Regions from separate parts of the Mus musculus genome. Here region 1 is linked to region 2. Evidence: chromatin contacts called from public Hi-C data. All regions are on one chromosome and are shown on one strand. Each heading gives the region's core, a stretch centred on a gene start, on an enhancer-like site or on the middle of the called end of the contact. The rest is flanking DNA. Distances are from core to core; before and after follow the strand shown. Region 1 overlaps Pgbd5 (piggyBac transposable element derived 5). Region 2 holds the start of Pgbd5 (piggyBac transposable element derived 5).

Region 1 (6,432 bases), core at 1,077-3,576, 60 kb before region 2:
CTGGCTGCCCACACATCTGACATCACCTGAATGCACATCAGTCTCCCAAACACCAGATGCCACTCACACGTACACCATCCACCCACGCCCCCCCCAGCTGCCCACGCCCCCCAGCTGCCCATGCCCCCCCAGCTGCCCACGACCCCCCAGCTGCCCACGCACCCCCAGCTGCCCATGCCCCCCCAGCCGCCCACACACTCACTTGCTGTACTTATCGTCATATCTGCAGATGTAGCTGAGGTGAGCCGCAAAGGCCTCCACGGCCAGAGGGCAGGGGATTTCCCCACTCCTCCTCTTGATGATGACGCCTGTGGGGGAGACAGGAGCTCAGTCCCCATCCAGGCTGCCCAGTTCCTGGGCGTGGGGCATGGTGGGACACTGGACCAGCACCGTCCATCACGTGCTTCAGCAGAGCGGTGGGTGTGAGGAGGCATCGGAGGCAGACAAGTGCACAGTTATCTGCTACCTAGACTTGGTGGCTTCGTGAGCACAGGGACAATGACACAGTCACAGGCACATGCAGATGCTCCCGGGACAGGCCTGAGGAGAAGTGAGGGGAAGAAGGCTTCTCTTTCCCCTCTATATTGGATGACTTGGTCAGGGGCTGGGGGAGGGTGGGAATAGCGGCAGTGTCTCTGGGCTGTTCACAGCGTGGGTGGGATCATGTCTCAGAGGAACAAGGAGGCCAGCCCTTCCACCCCAGGCCCAACACGCTCACACCTCTCAGGGGCTGCTCCATGACCCCTTAGTTGCTCATCTACCCAGAATGTTCCTCTACACACACCAAGGGAGCGCAGCCAACGGGCCCCCAGAGCCATGGCACAACTCATAACCAGCAGAGCCTGGGGACTAAAAGGGAACCCACAGGATCTCCCCATTTTATTGCACCAATGGCTACTGTCTGACGTCTGTCCTCTGGCCTGCTTGTGCACTGTCTGGATCCCCTCTGCAGGCCACAGGAACAAAGGTGTCCACAGGCACCCGGACATAGTTAGGGCTTCCCACTGTGCTGGCTAGCTTTATGTCAGACTACAGAGGCATACACCATGTGGAGAACATAAATACATACGTACACTGTACCACAGAAGCACATGTAGACCACACATGTAACATGACCATACATATACTGTCTGTCTGTCTGTCTGTCTGTCTATCTATCTATCTATCTATCTATCTATCTATCTATCTATCTATCGTGTGTGTGTGTGTGTGTGTGTGTAGTATATGTAGTGGTATATATACATATATACACATATATAAACACATAATATATATATACACTATATAGTGTATATATACATGTATCACACACATATATAAATACACACATGGTATGTGTATACACTATATATATATATATATGTATATATATATATATACACACATATATATGTGTGTGTGTGTGTATATACACACACATAGTATATAGTGGTATATATACACATATACACACACATACATATATATATAAACACACACATGGTATGTGTATACTATATATATATATATATACACACACACATACTATATAGCAATATATATATATACACACACACACATACTATATAGCAGTATATATATATATATATATATATATATATATACACACACACAGAGACATACAAACACACAACACATGGTATGTGTACACACTATATATATATATATATATATATATATATATGTATATATATATATGTACACATATACACATACTATATAGCAGTGTGTATATATATATATATATACACACACACATACATATAAACACATATAAACACATATAAACACACATATGGTATGTGTATACACACACTATATAGTGGTATATATATTCATATATACACATGTGTATGCATATATATATATATATAAAACACATGATATGTATATATACTACACACACACATATAAACACATATGGTATGTATATACACTATACACACACACAAACACACACACAATACGTAGTGGTATATATACATATATACACACATATATATAAACACACACATGATAAACACATGGTATGTGTATACACTATACACTACACACACACACACCGCACACATGGTACACCCCAGGAGCATGCATGTCACACACCCAGTATGCACATAGGAATGCAAGCCGTTCATGTGCACACCGCTTTGGAAGTGTCTGCAGATTCCTTTGCGATCCTCTCAATTTTTGTCTCAGCAGTTTAACAAGGTCTTAGCTGTCAGTTTCTTTAAATACAGACTCTGGGCTAATTAAGTCCCTCTACTCTGAGTCAATTTTAAATCCCTGGAAAATTAGCAAGGGCAACAGCAAGCTGCCTGGCAGCCAGGATCACACAGGCGCTTTGCTTCCAGGAGTCAGAGCTGATAAAATGATCCACAAACTCCACCCACAGCATAGCCTATTACCATGCCCAAAAAACAGAGCTATCACACCCCAACAGGATGATGAGACCAAGCCACCTGCCAATCAAGGCAAGCTAAGAGCTTCGTGCAGCTCCTACCTGCCCCTTCCCAGGATAGCACAACTATGAGGGACACAGACCGCATGAGGGCCCTCCATGCTTGTGCCCTGGGTGCCCCCCTTCCTGTACACTCACCTTTCTGCACAGGGGAGTAGGCGTTGGTCAGGAAGCGGAAGTGCCCCTTGTTGTACCAGCAGATCAGTGACATGTTGCCCTTTGTCCTGATCTGGTGCTGGCCCCGGGCGAGTGGGGTGGCAGGGTTGGTCAACATGGATGGAGGGAGACCTGTGCAGTCACTCTTCCTAGAGCTGAGGAGGCCACAGCAGTAGATCCCTGGAAGGAAAGATGCAAACTCTCACATGACCCACTGTCAGGGTGCCCCACCCACAATCGGGGAAGGAGGGCGAACCCTCAGAGGCAGCTGCTGAGGCCTTTCCCCACCCCTCTATAAGAGCACACCTGAAGGTCACTGAGGCCATAACTAATGCAAGCAATGGATTAATGCAACAATATGGCCCTTATCAACGGGGCTCTTCATTGGCCCTGTGGGGCAAAGCATCCTATCTGTGTCCATAAATGGAATTTGCTAAGGTGTCACATGTACATTAGGAATGGCCCACCGGTAAATAGCTGCGGTGATAAGGATGGTATGGCTGTGCCCAACAACACAGCCAGAGACCTCGGGATGGACACGCCCATCAGCTCTTGGGGCTCTTGTCACTGAAGACACGACATGTGGCATTCCACTGTGAAGAACTCAATGGCTCTAGATGCTTCTAAAAATTCATAGTGATATCATTTCTATATTGCCTAGCCTCAGAAAAGGCAAAATTCCATATCCAGTTACCCTCCTCCACCCAGCTCCTAGCTTGCTGAGCCAGGGAATGCCTTTCCCTGGGGATCTCAGAAGCAACTCTCCTAAATCCTCCTGGGGAAAGGTGCCCCAGAGGCCCAGGCCGTGTCCAACACTCATGCGGCTCTATAGATCTAAGACTGGAAACACACACACACACACACACACACACGAGCACATACTCCAACTCCCAGTGCTGAGAGCAAATCAAAAGGTGGACCCTCGCGTACATATGCACACACCATCAAGGGTTACACTTCTATGGACATGCCTCCGCAGACCATAGGTCTCAGACAGCAGGCCAACTCCCCACTGTGCTTCATGGAGGGCCAGACCTCCTCCAAAGCAGCTGTGTCACATGTCCTGCAGCTTCCCTTCCGTCCTCTGTCTGATCTCCTGCCAGGTTCTTGCCACAGATGGGCTGAGTCTGCCGGCACCACCCAGTGCAGAGGGCTATTCTTACCTAGACTGCAATGCTGGCTAGCTGGGGCAGCCTGTTCCCGCACTTCAACCAGGCTTCCCAGGCCCAGGATGTAAGCTGGGTCAATACAAGAGGGTTCAGTTTTAAGGCCTGATATCCACTGTGTTACAGAGCAAAATGTCTCAATTCTAGTAGCTTCTGTCTATGAGTGATGCTTTCTCAGCTGTCCCCAGCATAGCTTGGCATTTAGGTCTCTGCTTTTTACATCCAGCATCTCCCAAAGTCAAGGGAGGCTGATCCAGTCTGCAAAGAACAGCCAGCCTCTTGCTCCAGGAGCCCAGGACCTTTCTGAGGCCTGAAGGATCATCCCTGGCCACACGGGTCTCTGCCAGATGGGAAGGAGACTCACCAGCTACGGAGGATGACTCTGCTACTTTCTAGACCCTTTTTTATGAGAGGCTTTTCCTCCAGGCCATTTATGGCCAGAACCACACAGCAAAGTACACACAAAGGAATGCCCAGAAGACTGGCAGGGCTCTGTGCCACTGCTGTCACCTGACAGCGAGCCCAGGACTCACACACCACGAAAACACCAGAACCCAGACACACAGGGCAGCTGAGACGCTGTGAGCAATCTGTGCTAGCCGCTGTTCCTACCCTCCTCATTCTTTGGCCACTGCCCACCCCCCAGGAGCCGGCCATGCCAGGACGGCCGCTGGACAAACCTTGCTTCTCAAATTCTTCGAACAGATTGAGGCTGGTGATGCTGGGCCCTGTAAAGATGATATAGTTCTTTCCGGCCGCGTTCCGGCACAGGCTCCGGGCCACCATGCTGTGCAGCTGTGGCTTGTTCTTCAGAGCGTCCAGGCCATCTGGGCCACCACCTTCCTTTAGGTGGACGTAGATCTTGAACAGAAAGGCAGAGGGGTCAGAGTGCCAAGGGCAACAAGGACCACAGCCCGAGACCGCAGGAAACATGGGGTCAGAGGAAACCGCCTCACCCCACTATGTCATGAGCCTCGCAATGTCCTAGGTCACCACCACGGCTACCCAAAACCTGAGCAGCTCATGGTTTAGCCGGGAGGCTTCTGTCCGTGAGAGTATGAGCGGGAGAGGAGCAGTTAGTGATGGGAAAACTGGCAGTCAAATTTGATGCAAACCTGTTCCTAAGTCCGCACACGCGCGCGCACATGCGCACTCACACAAATAGAATCGAAGGGCACCTCAAGGGCTAGGCATGCTCTTGCATGCCTAGTGGGTATCACCCATGGGACAAAATGACTAGTCAACCCAAAGACAGGTAAGGCAGCCCTCGTCTGTCTCACTGCACCAGAGATGCAATAGAAGTCAGACACACTCTAAGGGCCAGAAGCAAAGAGGCCATGCTAGGCTTGGTAAGCAGTTCCTAACATACAGGCCATACCAGCTTCACAATTGCCACCAAACACGTGTATGTGGGAAGGACAATGGATTCAGGGGCAGACCAGACCTGCAGGTAGGGCGCCGATAGTCTCTCCTAAGGAGAGTAGAAGTTCCGGGGAATGTTCATACTTACATAGACAGATACCCAGCAGTGCCTGTCACATTCCTAGGCCTGTCCTGTTCTGCACAGCGAGCTCACATTGGTGTCATCTGATATGCACCAACGGTGCTCTCTGAGAAACTCCCAGAAGGAGCACATGGAAGACCCAGCTACTATGTCAGGTCCCATCCTGTCTGATGAGTTTGGCAGCTCACCTACCAAGCACCGGTGTCCTTAAGAATACAAAAGCCCAACTCTGTGTTCAGGTCAATGTACAGGGATGTGACTTAGCAACAAAGTCTTCAACAGAATGGGGGATAGATACTTCCTTCACTGGGAAGTGGTGCCGGACAACAAAGCCTCTGGGTTTAGCAATGGTTGGGAAGCTGGTGAGTCTGGCCTGCATGGGTCTTCTGTGATATGTAGCTGAACATGTTATTTGATTCTTTTGTTTGTTTGTTTTTTGTTTTTTTGTTTTTAAGATTTATTATTATATGTAAGTACACTGTAGCTGTCTTCAGATGCACCAGAAGAGGGCGTCAGATCTCATTACGGATGGTTGTGAGCCACCATGTGGTTGCTGGGACTTGAACTCAGGACCTTCAGAAGAGCAGTCGGTGCTCTTAACCACTGAGCCATCTCTCCAGCCCATGTTATTTGATTCTATACACAAACACACTCAGCTTCAGAAACATTGTTCTACAGGGATTTTTTAAATTATTGCATTTACCTCAGGCATACCTGTTGACCTCCCACACTATACGATGGGAGCCTGCGCATGGCGCATGTGGCTCCTGTGTTCAGGCCCCACAAGACTGAAGTCAGAGCATCAGCTGGTCTGTTTCTATGCAGTGCTCAAGAAGCTCCTGGGGCAATTAGGTTGCAGGGCAGTGTGTGTCCATCACTCTCTGGGAGCCACGAGGGCTGTCCATGTCTCTATCCTCTAGCTTCAGCCAGCATGGTTTATATAGATATGTCGGCTACATACTCAAAGGGCTATTACTGCAGATTGTGGTTAGAATATGGAATATTCTCCACGTTTGTGTTTTTGAACATTTGGTCCTGAGTGATGGTGATATTGTCTTGAGAAATTGGCGAACCTTTTGGAGGTGGGGCGTTCCTGAAGGATGGGGTAAGCTGGCCTTGAGGGTTACATCCTGGCCTCTCTTTCCTGT
Region 2 (6,652 bases), core at 3,224-5,723:
CCCTACCCTGGACAGCCTAGGAATACAGAGCTCCTAGGAAGTCATCTGCACTGAGCCCGCATGGCTGCTTGGCTGTTAGGCAGCACTGCCCGAGACTGCAGTTGCAGCTCCCTAAATCCCAGGCTCCTCCTGCTGCCACATGGCCTGGCACAGAGCCACGACAGAAGGTACTGCTCCCTGGATTCCACAGGAAGGCCTCCTGCTCCCCCCAGTCACAGACCCATTTAATTCTGGCTTTAAAAAAGGAAACGTTTTTCTCATCTTACTCATGAGTTGGAAAGACTTTACTAGATGGTAGTGGAGAGATGCACGGCTGGCTAAGAGTTCAAAGAGTGTCTATGGAATGCTCAGCTATAAATGGGACACGTCTATCACACCCCTGCCCAAAAGGCTCAGGGAACATTGGAGGAGGGGAAGTGGGAAGATGTAAGAGCCAGGCTAGCAGGGACCTGGGGTGATACAATGTCTCCTGGACATGAAGGACCACTACACTCAAGAATTCATAAGATCTCGTCTACGTTCCAGCATGGACGGGACACAATAGCCCCCTCCCAACCTCAGCTAAGGAGCTTTGATGGCTAGTATCTGCTAGGAAAGAGTCAGTTTTCTTTAGGATGTGGTACCTGCTAGGTTGATCATACTCCAGTAGACAGTCACACATCTCTGCATATATGGGCAGCAGAAATTGGACTCAGTAGGTTATTAAAAAGAGAGGGGAGGAAAGAAGGGAAAAAGAACAAAGCTGGGAGGCAGGTGTGAGGGGAGCAGAGCTGGAAAGAGTTGGAGGGGGAAAGAGAGTATGAGTATGACCAAAATACATTGCACAGGTGCCATGAAACCCTCAAAGAATAAAATATAATAAATAAGATAATTGTTACAAATGCTAAAAATAAAAGACTATTTTAATAAACCAGCAGTAAGCCAGGTGTGGTGGCCCACACCTTTAATCCCAGCACTTGGACGGCAAAGGCAGGTGGATGTCTGGGTTCAAGGCCAGTCTGGTCTACAGAGTGAGTTTCAGGACAGCCAGGGTTACACCAAGAAACCCTGCCTCAATAATAATAATAATAATAATAATAATAATAATAATAATAATAACAACAACAATAATAATAATAATTATCATCATCATTATCTAGGCAGTAAACTCTAAGGACAAAAATCCAACAATGTTAATTTTCAACCCCACATTCCTCTCATCTCCCCAAGGTCAGGTTCCTACTGGAGTCTCGGAGGTTAGTATGAACAAGAGGGGTCAGTCACCACAGAAACCCAGCAAAGCTAGAACAGGCGACCGGAGACTGGTACTGCCTGCTTCTCTGCCTCCTCAAGAAGTGATGGAAAGCACTCGGAGAAGGAAGCCTGAAGGTCAGAGGCCCCAGACACAGCCTGGCTGAATCTCACACTGCTCCCAGGAGAGCTTTGCACACTGCTGGCAATCTGCACTGTGGGAAGGTAAGTGAGACTGACAGCTTGCTGGGTTATTTTAGGGGGCTCCGTTGTTAAGTCTGGACGCTGTTCTCCCAAAGAGCAGTTCAGTTCCCAGGAAGACTCTGCCATCTACACAAGGGTTAAAGTACGGACACCAGCCTGCCAGTGTTTGTCTGTAAGTCTTCCCAAGGGGACCCACACCTCAGAGCAGAGCCTGAGGGAGGTGCTAGAGCCACTCCCCTGCCATTGCCAGCTGTGCTTTCCCAAGCATGCTCCATCCAGATAGCTGAAGCCACGGAAAATAGGGATGGGGCGGAGAAGACTTGAACAGTCTGAAGGGCCAGGATTCTCACCAGTAACTACCGAATCTCTCCCTCCCTCTTCTCAGCTCGGCACCCCTGACTCTCTACTATATGCACAAAAATCTCCATGGAGCCACAGAACTGCTGCTCTAGAGCAACTCAATATGTAACGGTCCCATCATGCACCTCTTTCCTGCCCAAAGACTCAGCAAAGGTCTCCAGGTCTTCAAGGGAATCAAGCTGCATTCTCCCCAAAGAAAAGAAACTCTCCACCAGCAGCGAGGGAGCAGCTCCATATGCCCATCTGCACACTCACACTCATGCACAGATACAATTGCTTACAGTGGGGCAAGTCAGTATGTCCCATAGCAACCAGGAGTCCTATGCAGTCCTCATTAGACTGCTGCAGCCGTAGCAATCGCAAATGTTCTATTATGAAACAATGTAACGTTGTAACAGATCAAAACACCACTCTTCCTCTCCCCCCACCCTGCCCGCCCAGTTACATCTGTTAAGCAACTGGGCCACACAGAAGGGAGAGAGATTCAGGCAGCGTTTGTGGAGATGTAAAGCAGCAATTGCTGGAGCGCCCCGGATGCTGTAGCTTAGCACGCTGAACCTCTTGGTTGAGCGCTGCAGCAACCGACTTCCTAATAAACACATCCATCTCTCTCCACGCTCCTGGGCTCAAGGATCTTTTCTGACCAACCTGGAAATCAGGAATCTATTTTAAGCTCTGATAAATCACTTTCCTTGGGCTCAACAAGCCATCAACTCTGTCCCTCTCCCCTTTCCCCGTGTTTCCCTTGGGTAGCGGGTACCACAGAGGAAATTCTAAAGTAGATCTAAATTTAAACGAGAGGATCGCTCCTAAAGCAGAAAAGCAACACTGGCCACAAATACCAGCAAATAGCCGCTAATGCCTTTGCCTAAGGAACCTCTGAGTGACTCTCAGGAACAGGCTCAAACTCAGTGGCACTATCAGAAAGGAGGATATGACCCTAATGCCAGTGGCAGGCAATCCTGGACTTCAGGCTGGGAGTGGACAGAGTGAACAGTGGACAGAGGGCTTTGCTTCTGAACATCTTGACTTATACATTACTAAGAAAGAAAGTTCTGGTTAAATCGCTTTTGTGTGTTTACCCTTCTCAATACCAGACCCTTCATCTAAACTAAGCCCAGCACGACATCCCTATTTTGCCCTGTGACCTCAGCTTTGCCGAATTCTCCTCTGTAGACATCTACAGTAGGCATCTTAAGTGCTGCAAGATCAACACAGGATCACAAAGGCTCACAGCACGAAGACTGACAAACCAGGGCACCAGGCTGGTACAATCCCAACATCCAATATGGAAAGCAGCTGTCCAGGGCAGGAGGCCTTTAAGGCACACTGGGAAATGAAGGGTGGCATATAGGAGGACAATTTAGAGTACCATAAACCACAGCCAAATGGTTGGGTTTTAAAATGTACCCACTTAGAACCTTGCATGGTGATGGTAACCCTCCAATCCAGATGCAACTTTGCCCATCCACACCGCAGCCTGGCAAGGTTGCAGAACACTCCCTCCAGGGCTGGGCCAACCTTTCCCATTGCCAGCTCCCTGCAGCTACGTTTCCATACCCAGGCCCTGGAGCCTACCTCCTGTGCACCTGCAATCTTGAGGAACAATAGCTATAGTGTCATGTACACTGCCCAAAGTGTGTGTGTGTGTGTGTGAGTGACACACACACACACACACACAGAGAGAGAGAGAGAGAGAGAGAGAGAGAGAGAGAGAGAGAGAGACTATGCAAAGGGGCACTCCTTGGTGCCCATTCACACTGGTTGTGTGCACTTCACAGAATATATGGTGTAACATCTGGCTGCTAGGAAGCCATGGAGCCTGAACAGCAGCACTGAGGATCATATGGGAAAGCAGTTTCCACATCTCAGAAAGCAGAAGCTGACCAAGCTGCTGCAAAGCAGCACTATTTTAGACTCTGCAGAAGCCAACAGCTGAGGGCTCAGAGTAGCAGGGTGGCTGTGCTCAACTCCAGTCGCCTCCGGATAATCTGAGTCTGGTCTACACACCTTGAAAGTAACTCGGACTAACACTCCCTAACGCAGTGGAATCACCCTTGGCTCCTTCCGGTGCTCAGCTAGAGATCGACTGGCACCACAGGAAGTTTCTCGGGAAAACAGAGAGCAGTGAAGATGCTGATATGCTCTGGCTCTGGGCTCTCTATGTGCTTCAGCTGCGACTGGCCTGACCCCTGACACCTAGATCCTGCGTACTGCAAAGGACTCAGCCTCAGCCGTGCCAGGCGTTTGGATCCCCTCCACCAAAAGAGCCATACTTTACTGACCCCACAGGTGTGACACTGCCAGACGACCGAAAGCCTCTGGCAAAGTGCTGCTGGCTTGGTCTCCACCCACGAGAAACCTGGGACCACCATCCTGTGCAGTAGGACCCTCTCTGTTTAATCCCTGCTCCCCAAACCAGCTGTTTCCAGAAACACACAGGTGCAGGTCGGGTGTGTCTGGAACCAGTCTGGCCCGTGCTCCAGCCTTCAGACCGCGCCCTGTGTGTCCCTGCACCCCAGTGTCCCCGGTCGATCCTCACCACCGGTGTCCTCGAAGCGCGGGGACGGGCGATCCCTCAGCACGGCGCTCCAGCCCCCACCGGTCTCGTCCTCCTCGAGTTCCAAGGGATCCGCGGCGTAGGATGGCGGGGCGGTCCCCGGAGGCGCGGGGCGCTCACGCTCATCGTCCGAGGAGGCGGCCGAGGAGGAGCGTGAGGCTGCGGAGGTGCTGTAAAAGGGGTTCCCGCCGCTGTCCGGGCCCGACTCGCCGAACACGTCGTCCGAGATGTGCAGGCTCTCGTAGCGTGCACGGGCTGCCTCCAGCAGCGCCGGAGCCCTCCTCCGTGAGCCCCCACCGCCCTCGGCCATAGCCCCGGCCGCCGCCCGCGCGCCCACACCCCACAGCGCCTCCCAGCCGCACACGCCGGGCCCGGGACCCCCGCCGCGGCCCGTGGCTCCCCACCAGCGCAGCCCGCAGCACAGCGCGCGCCGCCCCGCGCCCGGCCGGCCCGCCGTCTTGGCCGCTCGGGCCGCGCGCCCGGGATGCGCCTTGGAGCTCGGGCGCCGCTGGCTGCGGCCGCGGCGGGAAGAGACTCAGCCGCTGCCCAGAGCCGCCGCCGCCCCCACCCGCTGCGTCTCCGCCGCGCCCGGCCCCGTCGCGTCCCCGCGCACCCTCCCCGCGGCAACCGCGTTGCGCCGCCGACCTTCCCGGGCGCGAGCCGTGGACCGGGCCCGCCTCCAGCACCTTCAGCTGCTGGCCAATAGAGAGCGCCGGCCTCGCGGGGGCGGGGATAGCAGGTCGCCCTGCCTCCTCGGGGCGTGACGCTAGGGCAGTCAGTCGCGAGGAGCCCCGCCCATAAGCTCATAGCCGCTCGCCGGCGTGGGGAGGGAGGCGGGTCCCGGTGCTCCGTGCTCTTTGGCCCGCCCCTTGCGCAGCCGCGCCCGGCTCCGAGGAGCTGTCCGCCCAGCGGTTCTGAAATTCACTCTGCGGACACGCTCCAGGTGGGCGGCCAGCCGAGGCTGCGCCCAGCACTCCTGTGAATTTCAGGTTGCCCTTCTAGCTTCCCCGAACCTTGCTCTTTTGGGAACCTGGGTCAGACACTAAAACAGTCTCTCCTCCAACAACTGTCATGTAAGGACCGCAACACTGGAATGAGGTGGCTCGTCATTTCTCACAGTCCTTTGATGCTCACATCTTCTGAACTCAAAATTGCTTCCATGAGAACTATCACCACCTGCGCCCTGGTATCACTTGCACAGGCCTAAGACAACGCACATCTGGAAGAGGATTATATGATCAGGAAACAAACAGCTGGTCGCCAGGGTTTCAGAGATCTAACAATGGAGCAGAGTCTGTCTCCTCTCTTCTGGGGGCAAAGCATGAGGCCGGCTGGCCGACCTCCCCTCATCAGAATGTCTTCTCTCCTCCTCCTCCTCTCAAACATAATGCAATAAGTCACATTAATGGTAACTGGGTCATAAAGTCACTTTCACTCCGACATAAAATAAATCCAAGTAGATGTGAAGGGCTTGAGACCCCTATTGGGTGTAGTAAATGATAATTACACAAACGGAAGACAATGGGTTTCTATTTCTAAGAAAAAGGGTGCTGGGACCCATCTGCCCTGGCTGAGATTTTCACTCACGTCTGCCTGTGCCCAGACCCTGTGACCTGCAAACCAGGTCTCTGCACAGGCTTGAATCCATGACAATCACAAGCAGCCAGGCTGGAAAGAGAAAGCGACTTACTGATCTTCCTCCTCTGTGTGTATTTAGCTGATAAGCAAGAAAGTATTTGCAGAGCACTGCCACTCTCTTGAAAAAGCATGCCAAAGAAGTGTGTGTGTGTGTGTGTGTGTGTGTGTGTGTGTGTGGTGGGGGGGGTGGGGGTTCTAGCATTCCTGTGTACAGCAAATTGACAAAGGCTGTGAAGTGGGTACCTATAAATAGACTTGACCAGAAAAAGGATGAAAAAAAAGCAGCTAATGTGGGTGTGGTTCTGGCCAATTTGCCATCGCGGGAGCACGGGACAGAACAGTAACAGTTAAAGCAGGGACAGCCATTCGTTGACCCCGATATGGTGCTCAGACCAAGGAAATACAGGGCCTCTGTGCTTTCTGGGCTCCTCTTCCAGTAGCTCACATGGCAGCAACAGAAGGAAGAGGTCTGGGGATTTAGTTCAGCTAGCAAACTGTTGCTAAGCATTCAAGAACCCCCTCGGCTTGATCTCCGGGAATGCACAAGCCAGCTGTGGTGGTACAAGCTTGTGATCCGGAGCAGTTGGGAGATGGAGGCAACAGAGTCAGAAGTTCAAGGTCACCCTCGGCAGAGTGAGATAGCAAGTTGGAAGCCAGCCT

The links. A called contact is a pair of places that touch in the nucleus more often than the background predicts.
Region 1: a Hi-C map of cortical neurons shows a contact between it and region 2, with 2.0 times the contacts expected there. The contact joins the enhancer-like site here to the promoter of Pgbd5 in region 2. A contact is called at or near these places in 2 of 39 promoter capture datasets (the 3T3-L1 cell line and liver), 5 of 484 Hi-C or Micro-C datasets (cerebral cortex and cortical neurons), 2 of 115 datasets of contacts at active chromatin or transcription factors (both in embryonic stem cells) and 2 of 9 other capture datasets (adipose tissue and pancreatic islet).

What each region holds. Positions count from the first base shown.
Region 1 is chr8:124,371,650-124,378,081 of GRCm38.p6, forward strand. Pgbd5 (piggyBac transposable element derived 5) reads right to left here. Exons shown (of 7, transcript NM_171824.2): 4 at 4,461-4,641; 5 at 2,597-2,794; 6 at 203-308. Among named protein-coding and RNA genes, the nearest start is that of Pgbd5, 59 kb to the right of the region's middle. Within about 2 kb of position 2,327, at least 7 of the 459 cell types and tissues checked have an H3K27ac peak or open chromatin away from gene starts, as enhancers often do. A contact at or near this core is called in cortical neurons, where this site is marked.
Region 2 is chr8:124,429,463-124,436,114 of GRCm38.p6, forward strand. Pgbd5 (piggyBac transposable element derived 5) reads right to left here and starts at 4,474. Exons shown (of 7, transcript NM_171824.2): 1 at 4,337-4,474.